2 separate regions of the Mus musculus genome follow, and region 2 is linked to region 1. A link is a contact called in public Hi-C data. All regions are on one chromosome and are shown on one strand. The core of a region is the stretch at or near the end of the contact, and the rest is flanking DNA. Distances in the headings are between cores, read along the strand shown. Region 1 overlaps Magi1 (membrane associated guanylate kinase, WW and PDZ domain containing 1). Region 2 overlaps Magi1 (membrane associated guanylate kinase, WW and PDZ domain containing 1).

What was found. Hi-C and Micro-C count contacts between places; a contact is called where the count stands out from the background.
Region 2: a Hi-C map of 3T3-L1-derived adipocytes shows a contact between it and region 1, with 7 times the contacts expected there. The contact joins two enhancer-like sites. A contact is called at or near these places in 2 of 15 datasets of contacts at CTCF or cohesin (embryonic stem cells and stem cell-derived epiblast-like cells), 8 of 484 Hi-C or Micro-C datasets (3T3-L1-derived adipocytes, the N1E-115 cell line, beige adipocytes and 4 more), 2 of 115 datasets of contacts at active chromatin or transcription factors (embryonic basal ganglia and embryonic stem cells) and 1 of 9 other capture datasets (embryonic stem cells).

The regions. Positions count from the first base shown.
Region 1 is chr6:93,756,231-93,762,740 of GRCm38.p6, reverse strand. Magi1 (membrane associated guanylate kinase, WW and PDZ domain containing 1) reads left to right here. Exons shown (of 24, transcript NM_001029850.4): 8 at 1,976-2,033; 9 at 4,977-5,086. Among named protein-coding and RNA genes, the nearest start is that of Gm23035, 34 kb to the left of the region's middle. Within about 2 kb of position 4,875, at least 78 of the 459 cell types and tissues checked have an H3K27ac peak or open chromatin away from gene starts, as enhancers often do. A contact at or near this core is called in 3T3-L1-derived adipocytes, where this site is marked.
Region 2 is chr6:94,077,038-94,083,793 of GRCm38.p6, reverse strand. All of the region lies in intron 1 of Magi1 (membrane associated guanylate kinase, WW and PDZ domain containing 1), which reads left to right. Among named protein-coding and RNA genes, the nearest start is that of Gm52867, 150 kb to the left of the region's middle. Within about 2 kb of position 2,688, at least 13 of the 459 cell types and tissues checked have an H3K27ac peak or open chromatin away from gene starts, as enhancers often do. A contact at or near this core is called in 3T3-L1-derived adipocytes, where this site is marked.

The DNA.
Region 1 (6,510 bases), core at 3,626-6,125:
AATCCAGATTCAGCTGTAAAGAAAATCCCCATCATGAACTCTGCAGGTAAATGGGTAAAACTAGTAAGGACCACATAGTGTGAGATACCCTAGACCCAGAAAATCAAATGTCATGTGTGCTCTCTCATTAGAGCTTCTAGCTCCACATCCTCATCCCTCCTCAAGGATGACTGTTGCAAAAGATGGAGACCTTTATAGAAAATCACAACCAATCAAAATGGTCATTGTTGGCCATAGTCCCAGTGGATACATCTATACATCAAATCCTGCACCTATAACTCAGGGAACATTATGGAAGAGGAACAGAAAGAGCCTGAAGGTTAAGAATCCTGTGAGACTGTCTTGGCTGTAAGACTGTCTCCCCTAGGAATGTGAGAAGTCTCACTAATATGTGCCACCTAAACATGAGCTGAACAAGGAAAACAGACATGCCAACATGGATGGGACGTGGGGCCCATGAGGCCTCAGCTCTATACAAAGTACTTAGGCAACTAAGGAATGCTTGCTTTCAGTGGGAGAGATAATCTTCAAGGAAGAACACACCAATTGGTTACTCGGTGCCAAATGGTCAGCGCTGTAAACATGCATACAAATAACAGTGTACAGACTGAGCAGGTTATATTTAGGAACATGCATGAATATACGTATGCATATGTGCATGTAACAACAGTTTTAGAAAGAGGCTGTGAATTTGAAAGAGCAAAGAGGGGTACATGGGATGGTTTAGAGTGAAACAAGGGATGGGGGAATGATGTGGTTGTACTATCATCTCAAGTAGTAACTACATGATTCTTGGAATTGAAAAATTAAACTGGTTCAAAGTAAGCAGTATCTCTAGTATTTGTGGTGTTTGGCTCACACTCTGTGACTAGTGATTTCTAGGAATAATGATTCCCGGTGAAGGGATAGCATTACCCAGTCTTACCTTACCTTCACAGATCCTGAGAGCTTTAAAAATCAAGTTGAGTAATTGCTGCCCTGCCTGAAAGAGCTGCTTGATGACACACATGCAGTCTAGGTTCTTCCTTCTCTAAGAAAAACACTTCAGTACAACAGGACTTTCAGTAATAGATTCATCTAACGGAACTTGGGAACCTAGTTAAGAGTTCCTGACTTTGGTTTGAGACCTCGGGAGACAGAGTTCACTATCTGCCTGGTGCCATTCCACCCTCACATTTAAAAGATACACATAGAGAGGTATGTGGGTGCAGGCTGGCAGTCCCAGGGCTCCAGCAGTGAAGACCAGAACATGTGTGAGACCAGCCTCACCTACCTAATGAAGCCTGGTCTGTATTCCACCCACTAGGGGGATGTACAAAAGAATATTTGCACATGACAGTGAACTATCTTGCATTATCTTTCAAAGATAAAGTTCTGGAAAGACAAACTGACACAAGTCCAAGAGTGAAGTAACGGTGTATGTGTGTGTGTGTGTGTGTGTGTGTGTATACTTTGAACACCCAGCTCAGCCTGCCATTTTAATTCACTCAGTAATGTCTTCATTAGGAACAGTGAATCTTATCTGGATAAGATGCAAGCTTAATTTTCTTTCAAGGAAAGCAAAATAAAACCACTGACTTGAAAATGAAACGAAAGTAATTTTTATGTGTTCTTACATATGTGGCAAAGTAGTCTGGAAACAGAATGAGAAAACTATAAACACTTAAGGGAAGAACTAGGTGTTAAAGAAAGTTTTAAGTATTTCTATTAAAATCTAATTCAATACTTGGCTGATGATGAAGGCAGCTAGGACTGCATTTTATTGTTTTATTTTCTTAAGTAAAATACCAATAGATAGAGAGACATTTTCCATGTATAAAAGAACAAAGAAAAAGCAGTCAGTGCTTCTTTGCGTTAGAATACACAGTTTTAATTGTGTTCAAGATATTTGAGTGCGTCACCCTCCGCTGACTGACTCAGTGTCTGAGCTCCTGAATCAGCTCTCGTCCTGTGCTAATGGTCTTTTGTTTTTCAGAGTTGCCTGCTGGCTGGGAAAAGATTGAAGACCCTGTCTACGGTGTCTACTATGTAGAGTAAGTGTCCGTGGATATTCCACATATAGATTTTGCACTCCTGGGCCATTGTGTATATTATACGAAACACATCTTAGCATTGTTACAAGGTTCAGCATGATATTATTAATTTTATAATGGAAAGAGGAAGAGTTTAGTGAGTAAGCAAATATTCACCAAACCTGGAGAAATTCAGAAAGGAAGTCGGTATACATGGCTTTTGTTAACTTCCGAATCCCCAAGACCCAGTGTGCACCACAGGTTCTCAGCGAGTGGTAGTGAAGAGCTGGCTGCAGGAGAGCCGATTAAAAACTACAGAAAGCTTGTGCTTTTTCAGAGCAGCCTGACTGCTCTTATTTTGATGCCTAGGTCTGAACTTCATAGCAATTATTTATTCACTCTGCCATTCTAAAAGGGTTAGACAAATCTTAATAATTTATGAAACTTTGCCAAGAGTAAGAAGGAAGTGGAAAACTGGGATAAGATGCAGGGCCTGTTATCTGTCCCTCCTGGCCTCTCCCAGGATTCTCAGCCTGTAGTGTGATCTCTTTACTATAGACTTCATTCTAGCATTGGACATGTACTTTGTCATGTTACTAAAATCATTGATTAGCAGGATGCTAAAAAAAAATTTTAACAATAACCAAGAGGTAGAATACTGCAAACATCAATATCAACATATATCGCAGCTTTTCCTCTAAGGAAAGAGAGAAAACTGTAACAGTTCCTTTGAACAAGACAAGCACCATGTGAATTTTGTGTCATTATTGTCCTTCATGCCACAGTGAAGATAAAAGGCCTCCTTTCTCTTTCTCATGTTGCTGGCAATAAAAAGTCACTTGTATAATGCCCCAATAATAGGAACATATTATGTAAAAATGCCAGGCTGCAATAAGATGCCAGCGTCTTACTGTAAAGCAGTTGCAGGAGTTCAGTATAGCAAGTGCCCTTGACCAGTACAAGGCCTGATTCCCCTCTACAGAACAGGGAGAAACTTCAACATCAGATACAAGCAAAGTCATTTTTATTGACCTTCATAAAGTACACGTCCTTTGTGAGCTCTGAAGATCTTTTATATTGACAAACAGAGAGGCTGCTGCCAGGCAAGGCCGGGCTTGCATTGGTACTTAGCTAGCTTGTGCATTTAGTAAGAAAGGATGCAGCTGGGTACCACTATGAACCAAGAAGAAACCAGGTCCCGAAGTGGGAAGACAGAACTTACAAGGTTTGCTTCTCGGTCTTTTCATGGCAGATCCACAGGGCATGCTAGTGCTAGGCAATTTCTTACATGAGATTGTCTAAAGGAACAAAGAGGCAAATATCCTTTTAATAAGAATTAAAGATAATCTGTCCACCCTATTTGATAAACTATTCTTTAAAAGAAAAAGTCTCATTTTCAAAAGCAATACTTGATGTTTTAAATAGTAACGTAATAGGTATGCCCCCAAACTTCTAATGAACTGTTGTTTTGGCTAAAGGAGTACATACACGTGTACATACACACATATGTATATGTGAAACCATCTATATATACATGTATTTATACTTAGTATAAATACAAAATAAATAAGGCCATCACACAGAAACACTCATGTGGATGATGGGTGTATGTTGATGTGTGTGCGTTGTGGGGGTAAGTGCGTGTGCTTGCCCGGCCTTACTAGTGACAGAGTCATCTAAAATGTCTGGATCTTTGTCACTTTAAATACATTGCATTCACATAGTTTAACTACCTTAGAACTATCATTGCCTATAGGCTGTGAATTTGGTCTTTCCTCTTGGTCATTCATTGGGTTGCCATAATTGACAGATGTTAGTGGAGTCCTTTTGACTTCACCCTTAGGCTTCTCCATACCTTGCTATGTAAAGCCATTCAAGAGTTTTGCTATTGTAGACCACAGACAACATCCCAGCTCCAGTTGACTCTTAATTCTTAGTAATTCAGAGTGTACTTCTTGGTGAATTTAATGTACCCCCCCCCTCTCAGATGCTAGCTTTGAAATAGGGGTAGAGTCACTGGCTCAAGCCCTTGAATTCAAAAGCAAGCATAGCTGAGTGAGCATACTAGTTAATAATGCCACACAAAGAGAACTACACAGAGGCGTACTTCTCATCCCCACATGAAATACTATTGTGTCCACACTTACATGCTTCACATACTCAAGGTGAATTGTTGCTTGAAAAAAAAAATGGCATAGAAAACTTTAGAAAAAAATAAATAAAATTTAAGTTTCAAGTTGGGTGTCATTCAGGGCACGGTAAGGTCTCTTTCCTTGCTGCTCCATGGAGATTAGGCCACAAAGCACCCCTCATCCAGTGCAGCTAAGCTTTATGCACTGCCTGTCAATCAGTCACTTGGTGGCCAGCTCAGTTACAAGGTCAGCTGTCACAGTGTCATACACTGTCATACACTGTGTTCAAATGTCCCTTATTTAACTTCCTGATAGGCCCAGAGCACAAAGGTCACAGCGTGGGCAATTGGAACGTGCTGAAGAGGCAGGCAGAAGTTCCTTTAAGTGGCTAAGGAAATAAATCATATGTGGAAACTACTGAGGGCTACAGTGAATTGTTGCTGTTGATCTGTTGCTGTGCTTGTTTTATAAGTTAAACTGGGTCATAGGTGTGTACAGATGCAGAGGGAAAACCATATTCATATTGGATTGGACGCTATCCTGGGCTCCAGCATTCACTGGGGCTCTGGGAACAGGTTCCCTGTAAACAAGGGCTTTCCGCTGGTGAGTAAAGCTATTTGCCTCAGGACATTTGCTAGGGATTTCTAGTAAGATGCATTCCAACCACACCCTAGGTCTCACTGCACATACACAGCCATAATGGGAGCTGTGTTTATGTCTATCTGCATATCCACTCCAGACCCTCTGCTGTGCCTCAACTAATCGATTTGCCCGGCCTTTTCTTGCTAGAATGAGTATTTCCTCCCTGAGAACTGCTTTCCTTTCTTCCCAGCCACATCAACAGGAAGACGCAATATGAAAACCCAGTCCTAGAAGCCAAACGGAAGAAACAGCTTGAACAGCAGCAGCAACAGCAGCAGCCTCAGCCACCGCAGCCAGAAGGTTGGCTTCTTTGCTGGAGGCATTTCCCTGAGCTGGGAGTGTGGGGTAAAGCCTAGGCACTGTCACCCCCGTGTGGTCAGAGCTGGCCTTGATGATAGATTCTTTTCTCCTCTAGTCACCCCTCCCTCCAACAGCACACCCCAGCACACTGCAGAAGGGGGCGCCCCTGCATAGCGCTCAGACCTCTGCCTTGCTTTGGATGGAATTTAACTTGCGGAGCTGAGGGAATTTGGGCCCCTGCAGCATTTGCATGGTGATCCCTGTGTAACATTTAAGCAGAGTTTCTGGGCACTAGGCTCCTTTTTCACGTTAGAAACGCCGTACAGAAGGATCTGCATGCTTCTGGGAAGTCACAAATCATATTCTTTTATTTTTTTTTTATTTTATTTTGGTTTTTCAAGACAGGGTTCTCTGTGTAGCCCTGGCTGTCCTAGATCTCACTCTGTACACCAGGCTGGCCTCAAACTCAGAAATCCGCCTGCCTCTGCCTCCCAAGTACTGGGATTAAAGGCGTGTGCCACCACTGCCCCAAACAAATTCATATTCTTTAGAGAAATCAAAATAACCCAGGAAGAGGGGGGAACATTAAATCTTCCAGTGCTTGCCCCATCCCATTCTTAGGGGCTCACTGTGTAGAATTTTTCTGGTAAATAAAAATCACAAATACCAAAACCAAGAATAATTTTGTGAGTAAATATATTTCATTTGAGCAACTTTTTTTCACTTTTTATTTCTTAAACCTGCTTGAAGGTTTGAGTTGACTCATAGTTTTAATGGCTAAAAGATGTGCTACGTAATGAGTGTTTCTACTAATATGTAGCTATCCATTTATTAATATTTAAGGTTTTCCTAATTTTTCATTAAATCTTTCAGTGGTAGGCTTTATACCATCTAAGTATAATATCAATTATGTGAATATGAACTATAACACTTTTGTTCCCACGTTATATATAATACATATTATATGCTATATATTATTATATATTTAATTAATTTATATATTAAATATTTAACATAATTAATTTATATACTATATATTTTAAATGTGTATGGTGCTAGAAATTGTACTGAGGACCTCATCACACCAAGTATCTACCCAAGCAAGCACTGAGTCCTTGAACATAATCAAATATAGTCCTTAAACTATGGGAGTAGCCAAATGTTACTACTATAAATATATATAAACATCACAAATGTTTTAGCATTGATGTTACATAGTTCTTGTAATAACTACTCATCTTTATAGTGTAAAACAGATACAGATAATATATAAATATAGGCAATTCTGTGTGTCAATAAAACTTTATTCATGAACACCCATTTGAATCTCTAATTTTCGTGTATCAGAAAATACTCAATTTTAACCTTTTAAAAATGTGAAAGGCCAACATGGTTTACATAGTAAGTTCCAGGACAGCCAGAGC
Region 2 (6,756 bases), core at 1,439-3,938, 320 kb before region 1:
AAAGAGTGCTTTCCCAGTATTGGTTTTATTGTAGCTGTAAAGGCTCTAGAGTGCAGATCACGCTGGCAGGTCTGTCTGAGGCATCCACCTACCATGGATGTAGCGAGCTGGAGAGACTTCTCCCAAGTTCATAGTGCAGAAGCAACAGGATACAATGAATCACTTACAGTCCATACACAAGCATGCTCCTAACTTGTCCACACAACTTGCCCACACAGCAGGACGTAACCAGTGGGGAGCACTGCTCTGGTGGCTTGTAGGTTGGGTTAGACCGAGTTCTATTGCTGAGTTCACGGACTTGGCTGAGCTGCAGGGATATTATTTGTAAGACTGGGGTGACACCTACCTTGTGGATGCTTGTGTGATCCCCCAGAACAGATCACTTTTTTTTTTTTTAAATCCCTGTAAAGCCTTCAGAAGCTTGTCACAGACACGTGACGTGCTAGTGTTTTCCGAGAACTGCTCCTGATTGTACCCAAGTCGAGTTCCACGAAACAATTGAGTTAGAGTATGTGTGAATTACCTGTTAGGGTTTCTTATTTGATCTTGAGGGAATTTAGAAGGATCTGAAAATGTGGAAGAGAAAGAAAATGGCCTCTTGTAGACCTGTATGATCCCCGGGGATCAAGAGTGGGTGAGCCTTGCTTATTAGTTCAGTGGTTGTTTTGACTTTAACCTTGACCGTCTCCACCCGTGACCTCAGTCGTGCTGGGTTCCCTCTTTCTGGGTTTGCTTAGCTTCTTGGCTTTTGCGTGGGGGATTTTTGTCTAGGGTACCTTCCCCACCCACTTTCAATGGCAAAGTCCTTATCTGTGTGTGTAACTACATGATTGGCAGTTGTTTTATTAACTTCTAAACCCTGATTAGGTATTCGGCTTAGTGTTCCCAGAGTACCATAGGCTTGCTCTTAGCATTCCACTCAGCTTTTATAATTGCCCACTTCTTTGTCCCACTGGTCCGCTGGGCTGTGCAGTCTCAGAGGACAGAGAGTATGTCCTGTTTGCTGTCGTCTCTCCAGCACCTAATATAGCCCTTAGCTCCATGACATGGTTTTGAGTACATAAATGAATGATGGTGTGTGAGAGTTGGTTCTCCTGTCGTTCAAGCTCAGTGTGTTTTTGGTTTTCTATTTAAAGTTTCAGAGCTGCCTAGAACTGGCTAAACATAACATCTTTGTTTTGACAGTAGACTGTTCTCTAAAAAAAATGGTAGAGGAAGACTTTTCAAGTTGGATTTATTCTTCAGTGTGTCTGGTTTCTTTTAGGGTGTGTTGCTGTGCAAATGCTCTTTTGGTCGAGGTTTGAGAGGCTTAAAGGTGGCCACAGTGTCTTCACTACGATAGCTTTATCTCCACCTGTTCCTTGTACCCTGAGTGCATCCATCTGTCTGTGGTTGCCTCTATGATCTTCTCTGTCCCTGAATGACTTAGGGGATGGAAAAGTGGTGGTGTTACCACAGGCATTCGGATGTCAGCTCACTTAAAATATGAGTTGAAAGGAGAACCATCTAATTTCCACTAATGAATTGCTGTGTGCTTCTCAGTGTTAGGAAGGGCATTGACTGAAATATTTTTACGTAGGAAAACTTTAAAGATGAATCACTGAAAGGTGTGTCTGTCAGTACTAGAGGATCTCTCTCTCTCTCTCTCTCTCTCTCTCTTTCTTTCTTTCTTTCTTTTCGAGACAGGGTTTCTCTGTGTAGCGTTGACTGTCCTGGAACTCACTTTGTAGACCAGGCTGGCCTTGAACTCAGAAATCTGCCTGCCTCTGCCTCCCGAGTGCTGGGATTAAAGGGGTGTGTGCCACCATGCCCAGCTGCTAGAGGATTTCTTGACCAAAGGAATTACGTTTAATACTGCCTAATGTATTTCTGAGAGATACTTGGTAAAACAATTCATTTCGGTGTGGGTGCAGAGAGGGATATTTTTGATCTGGTTTACAAGGCACAATAGAAATAGAAAGAAATACTGATTTCATTCATTCATTCATTCATTCATTCATTCTGTCCCCCTGCTAAGTCTTTATTGGGGGCTAGTTGCAGCAGGAACTTTTCCAGGGGCAGGAAATAGAGCAGGAAAGCAGTCCCCGAGTATTTATAACACGTTCCATTTCTTGTACTGATTGATGTTATCCTGATGAATTCCATCTTGAGTAAGTACCTTGCTGCGGTCTGTTGTGTGACTGGAGGTTCAGGAAGAAGCACACTGGCGTGCTGTCTGTATTTTGTCTGTATTTTCTCTGTCCCTGACATTCAGTTTAAACATTTATGTTTTATTTGTGTTTAATCCTTGATTTGTCAACCTGCTATCAACTTTGGTCATGTTCCTGGCTTGGATGAAACGAGCCAATAAATGCTGCTTCCCTCAAAAAGGAAGGAGGAGATGAATATGGAGTTAGATTGGTAAGGAAATTACCCACATAGTTTAGCATCCCTTCTGTAGCTTTGAAGATAGCGCCCTCTTGTGGCGTGCTGTGTTTCTCCTCATTTCTTGGATAAACTGCTGAAAATTATATAAATTCATGGCTCTGTTGGAGTTAAATCACATTTTAAGTGGTTTATTTAGAAATAATTGATATGTGGTGCAACATTCATTCATGTAACATTTGGTACAGTTTAGTGTTTTTAATGGAATTACAGAGTTATGCAACCATCTTGCATCATGCAGCCTTCTCATTCTTATTTTGGGAGTATTTTAATCTCCTCTCAAAGTAGACTCATACCCCTCCCTTCTCTGTCCCTTTCTCCAGTGCCTTGGGGCCGGAGATATTCAAGAAAATGTACTTTCTGCTTCTATAGACTTTTGTAGATATTTCACATAATGGGAGCTATATAATACCTGGACTTTGTAGTTTCTCCCCCCCATGATCACATATTAGGGCTCAAGTCCTTTCTTGCTAAAAATACTCTGCTGTGTGACTCTATCTCTGTAATACTTTACAGCTTACCGACTAGTAGACCTTTGGGTTGTTTCTGCTTTTAAAGCTTCTTTATAATTAATGTTACTTGGGAATGTTCATCTGCGAGGTTCTATGTGGGCACATGCTTCCATTTCTGTCGTAAAGCACCTTGGAGTAGGGTTATGAGGTCAACTGGTAACTTCACGTGTAGCTTTCTGAAGAACTTCAAGACTGTTTTCCAAATAGAAACTCTCAAAACGTAAAGGCCAGTCCCCCAGCCCCCCAGCCCCCCAGCCCCCCAGCCCTCCAGCCACCCATCACTGCATTTGGAACTCATCCATTCCTTGCCTGAGAATGGCAAGCAAGCCCCAGGAAATCCTGTTTCTGGGCCTGAAACTGGGATTACGGTGCAAGATGTAGTTTCTAGAGATCCAAAACCAGGTTGTGTGGAAGCGCTTTGCAGACCAAGCCCTCTCCTCAACCCCTCAATGGTTATTTTTCTATTAGGTTCTTCTTTGTAGTTTTAACGAAGTCCACCAAGTTAAAGTTAGTTCCTTAAAATGAAGCAGTGTCTGGGGACTAATGCTGAGCAGTGATTCCAGCAGGCTAAGCATCCAGCTGTGGAGGAGGCCCCACTCCCTTCTGGTGTCTCCTGTGGGAAACTCCATTTCCTTAACTTTTCTTTGGGGCTGCTTTCTTCTTTTCAAAACCATGGCTATCACATCTCCCTGTTAGCTAGGGCCCGTCCACGAACTACTGTAAGGTCATCTCAATTAGCAATCATTGTTCTGTTTGCTGTGTGCCTCATTCAGGAGCTCCTGGGATCCAGACGTGGACATCTTTGGGCAATTGCCATACTTCTTAATTAAAAATTTTGCAGCATATACTGGGAAAATATTTTCTTCTTAATAGGCAGGGATTCTAGACTTGGGCTCTGTGATGAGCAGTCATGGAAATGCATCATGTCCATCAAAGCCCAGGAGACTGCAGCCAAGACCCCCTGCTTGCCAGCAGCTCTGTACAGAACAAATTTAACATTTTTGCATGGAACTCTCCAGCCCAGTAGCTTAGTCACCTCTACCCCCCAGTACTTGTGACCCCAGCAAAGACCCAAACTACATATGTGGTTGCCAGGGGGCAGGGTGATGCAGATTAAAGACAGAATTGAGGAAAACCTTTAGCAAGTCCTTCCATGGATCTTATCACATGGTAATACTGGCTTGAAGCCCCTCACCATGATGGAGCTCCTAAGAACCTAAAGCTCAGTAAATTTCATTGCGTCTTTGGGCTTTGAGAAACAGCAATCACCATATAAAATTGGGTAATGATTCTTTACTGGCCCTGCTTCTGGGAAGCAGACTAAGGCAGCTGTGATGCTAAAGCCCTCAGATGCTTCCTCTCCAGGCCAGGCCTAGAGAAGCCCTCAGTGACTGAGAGGAGGCTTGTCTGGAGGGGGTGGGGGGGGGTGTCAGGGTCTGTTCTGTAGATGACCTGTATGGGTGCTATTCTGTCCTTCCAAACATTTAAAAAATGAATTGTGTGGAGTCTGCACTAAAAAGCATCCCTACTCACTGTTCTCTGAGAATGGAAAAGCAGCAGCACTCAAGACCTCCTTCCCCTCTGCATGAGCTCAGTTCTTTTCTTATCACTGCATCTCACAAGCAGTTTCCTCCAGGAGACTCGGGAGGTAAACAAAAGGTCACCTCTGTGGAGGAACAGAAACTTGGAAGATCTCGCGGTCCCTCCCCAGCAGTGTAGACAGGAGTGAACAGTGGCGAGGCAGGAGACTGATGAGAACAGAGCTGCAGAGAGGAGATTCTTGGAAGGCCGAGCTGCCTGCGAGCTGTGCAGAGGGCTCCAGAGTTGCATGGGAGGTTGAGGAGGGTCTTCAGGGATGCAGCTGCTTTCAGTTCACCCTTGTTGCTTCTAAGGAACCCCCGCCCGCATTTATTAGTAACACCTCAGTGGCTCCCCACAGTGATTTGCTGCAGTCATTGCATTGCCTGTTCTGAGTTCCCTTTCTGGGGTGTGTTGTGTTTCCCCAGAAGTCTGTCACGCCGGTGTTCATAACTTCCTTAGTTTTCCTACGGTTTTGCAAACAAGTTCATGCATGCTCTTCAAATATGCACTGGGCTAATTCAAATTCTTTGGGTCACACTAATGTACTTTTTAAAAATATTAGGATCAATTTGCCTTCAAAGAGGAAACTGCTGCTCAGCCATTGACGGTTTGTAACACTGATTCTGAATGTGGCAGCTAAGGCTCTTTGTGAGTTGACCTGCACAGGAGCCTCAGGTCTCTCCTTTGACTTGCTTTAGATAGGATTTGAGTCCTTTGACTGTTTTTTTTTTTTTTTTCTTTTTAAATTTTGTTTGTTTGTTTATTTGAGACAGGGTTTCTCTGTGTATCCCTGGCTGTCCTGGAACTCACTCTGTAGACCAGGCTGGCCTCGAACTCAGAAATCTGCCAGCCTCTGCCTCCCAAGTGCTAGGATTAAAGGCGTGCGCCACCACCACCCTGCTGACTGTTTTGTTATGAGGTTTCTGCCTCCAACCTTCCTCTGGGCACTTGAATAATATTATAACTAAATGCTGATTAATGTAAGCAAGAATAGGGGGGGGACTTGTTTTCTGCTGTATCCGTTGGCACCGTTGGGTAAGCCCCTTGCCCTCCTTTCTGCCTTTCCTGATGCATGGTCTCAGCCATCCGTGGTACCCCATCTTCCGGTTGGTCAGCTGTGTTCAAGAAACATCATCTTTTGCCTTTTAGTCTCATTATTTTCGTGGTAACACATCCTGGCATCACACAGAGTCTGAGAGAGATTCAGCTAGTTAGGGAAAGGTCAGCGCTACTTATCACTGCTGTATATTAACACATTTGTCATCTTCAAAAGGTAGCACTCCATGGGGACCTTACAGGGTCAAGATCTTTCCATCTGTGGTGTGAATAATGTTCATCAGATTGTGACTTTAAAAGGCTGTGTTCCCAGAAAGGATCTATTCACAATAGGAACTGTGGACCCACAGTTGACATTTCTTGGGAAGGGGGAGAAGCCATTAAAGATGGCATATATCTGTCACTTGATCATGCCATTCCCACTGTTGGGAATCAAATTCAGTGTTACCTTTGTGAAGTTTGTCTTCAAAACAAAGCCATCTGTCTGTCTGTCTATCCATCCACCCACCTATCCACCCACCAAACAAAGAAAACAAGGCCTCCTTGTGTAGCCCAGGCTGGTCTAAACTTTGATCGTCTTCCTGCATCTGCCTGCTAAGTGCTCCCATTGCAGGCATGAGCCACCACACCCAATTTAAAGTTTGCTTTAAAATCATTCCACAGTTCTTTATGCCAAAAACATAGGGAAAGCCATGGTAGACTTTCTTCTGGGTAGGTGTGTTATCTTCGGGGGAAATGTTGGACTTTCTACATAGTCATTTCAAGCTCCTCTTCAGTGGGGCTGACACTATGAAGCCACTTGGAACCTTCCCAAGTCTGTTTGAGAACATGGCAAATTCTTTAATGGGATTCTATAATGAAATCTGGGCTGGATCTGGCAGTGCTAGCTGGGCCCATGGTGTAGGGGAGAGGGTCACACTGGCCACACTGTGTGCCGGAGGGGAGGCTTGGTGAAGAGCCAGGTTAGGCCGAGCATGGGAGCTCCAGAGCATGAGTGAGCACCATGCAGGTTCACAGTGAAGGCATTTTTATTCTCTTGGTTAATAAGGGTGCTCTTGACAGTGTGTGCTGCCTTATCACTTGTTCACAGGTAGGCGGAGGCAGCTATTCTGGGCATTAAAGGATGTCTAGTGTGTTTTCTCTTCCATAATGGTAGGGCCTTCATATGTGTGACAACTAATAA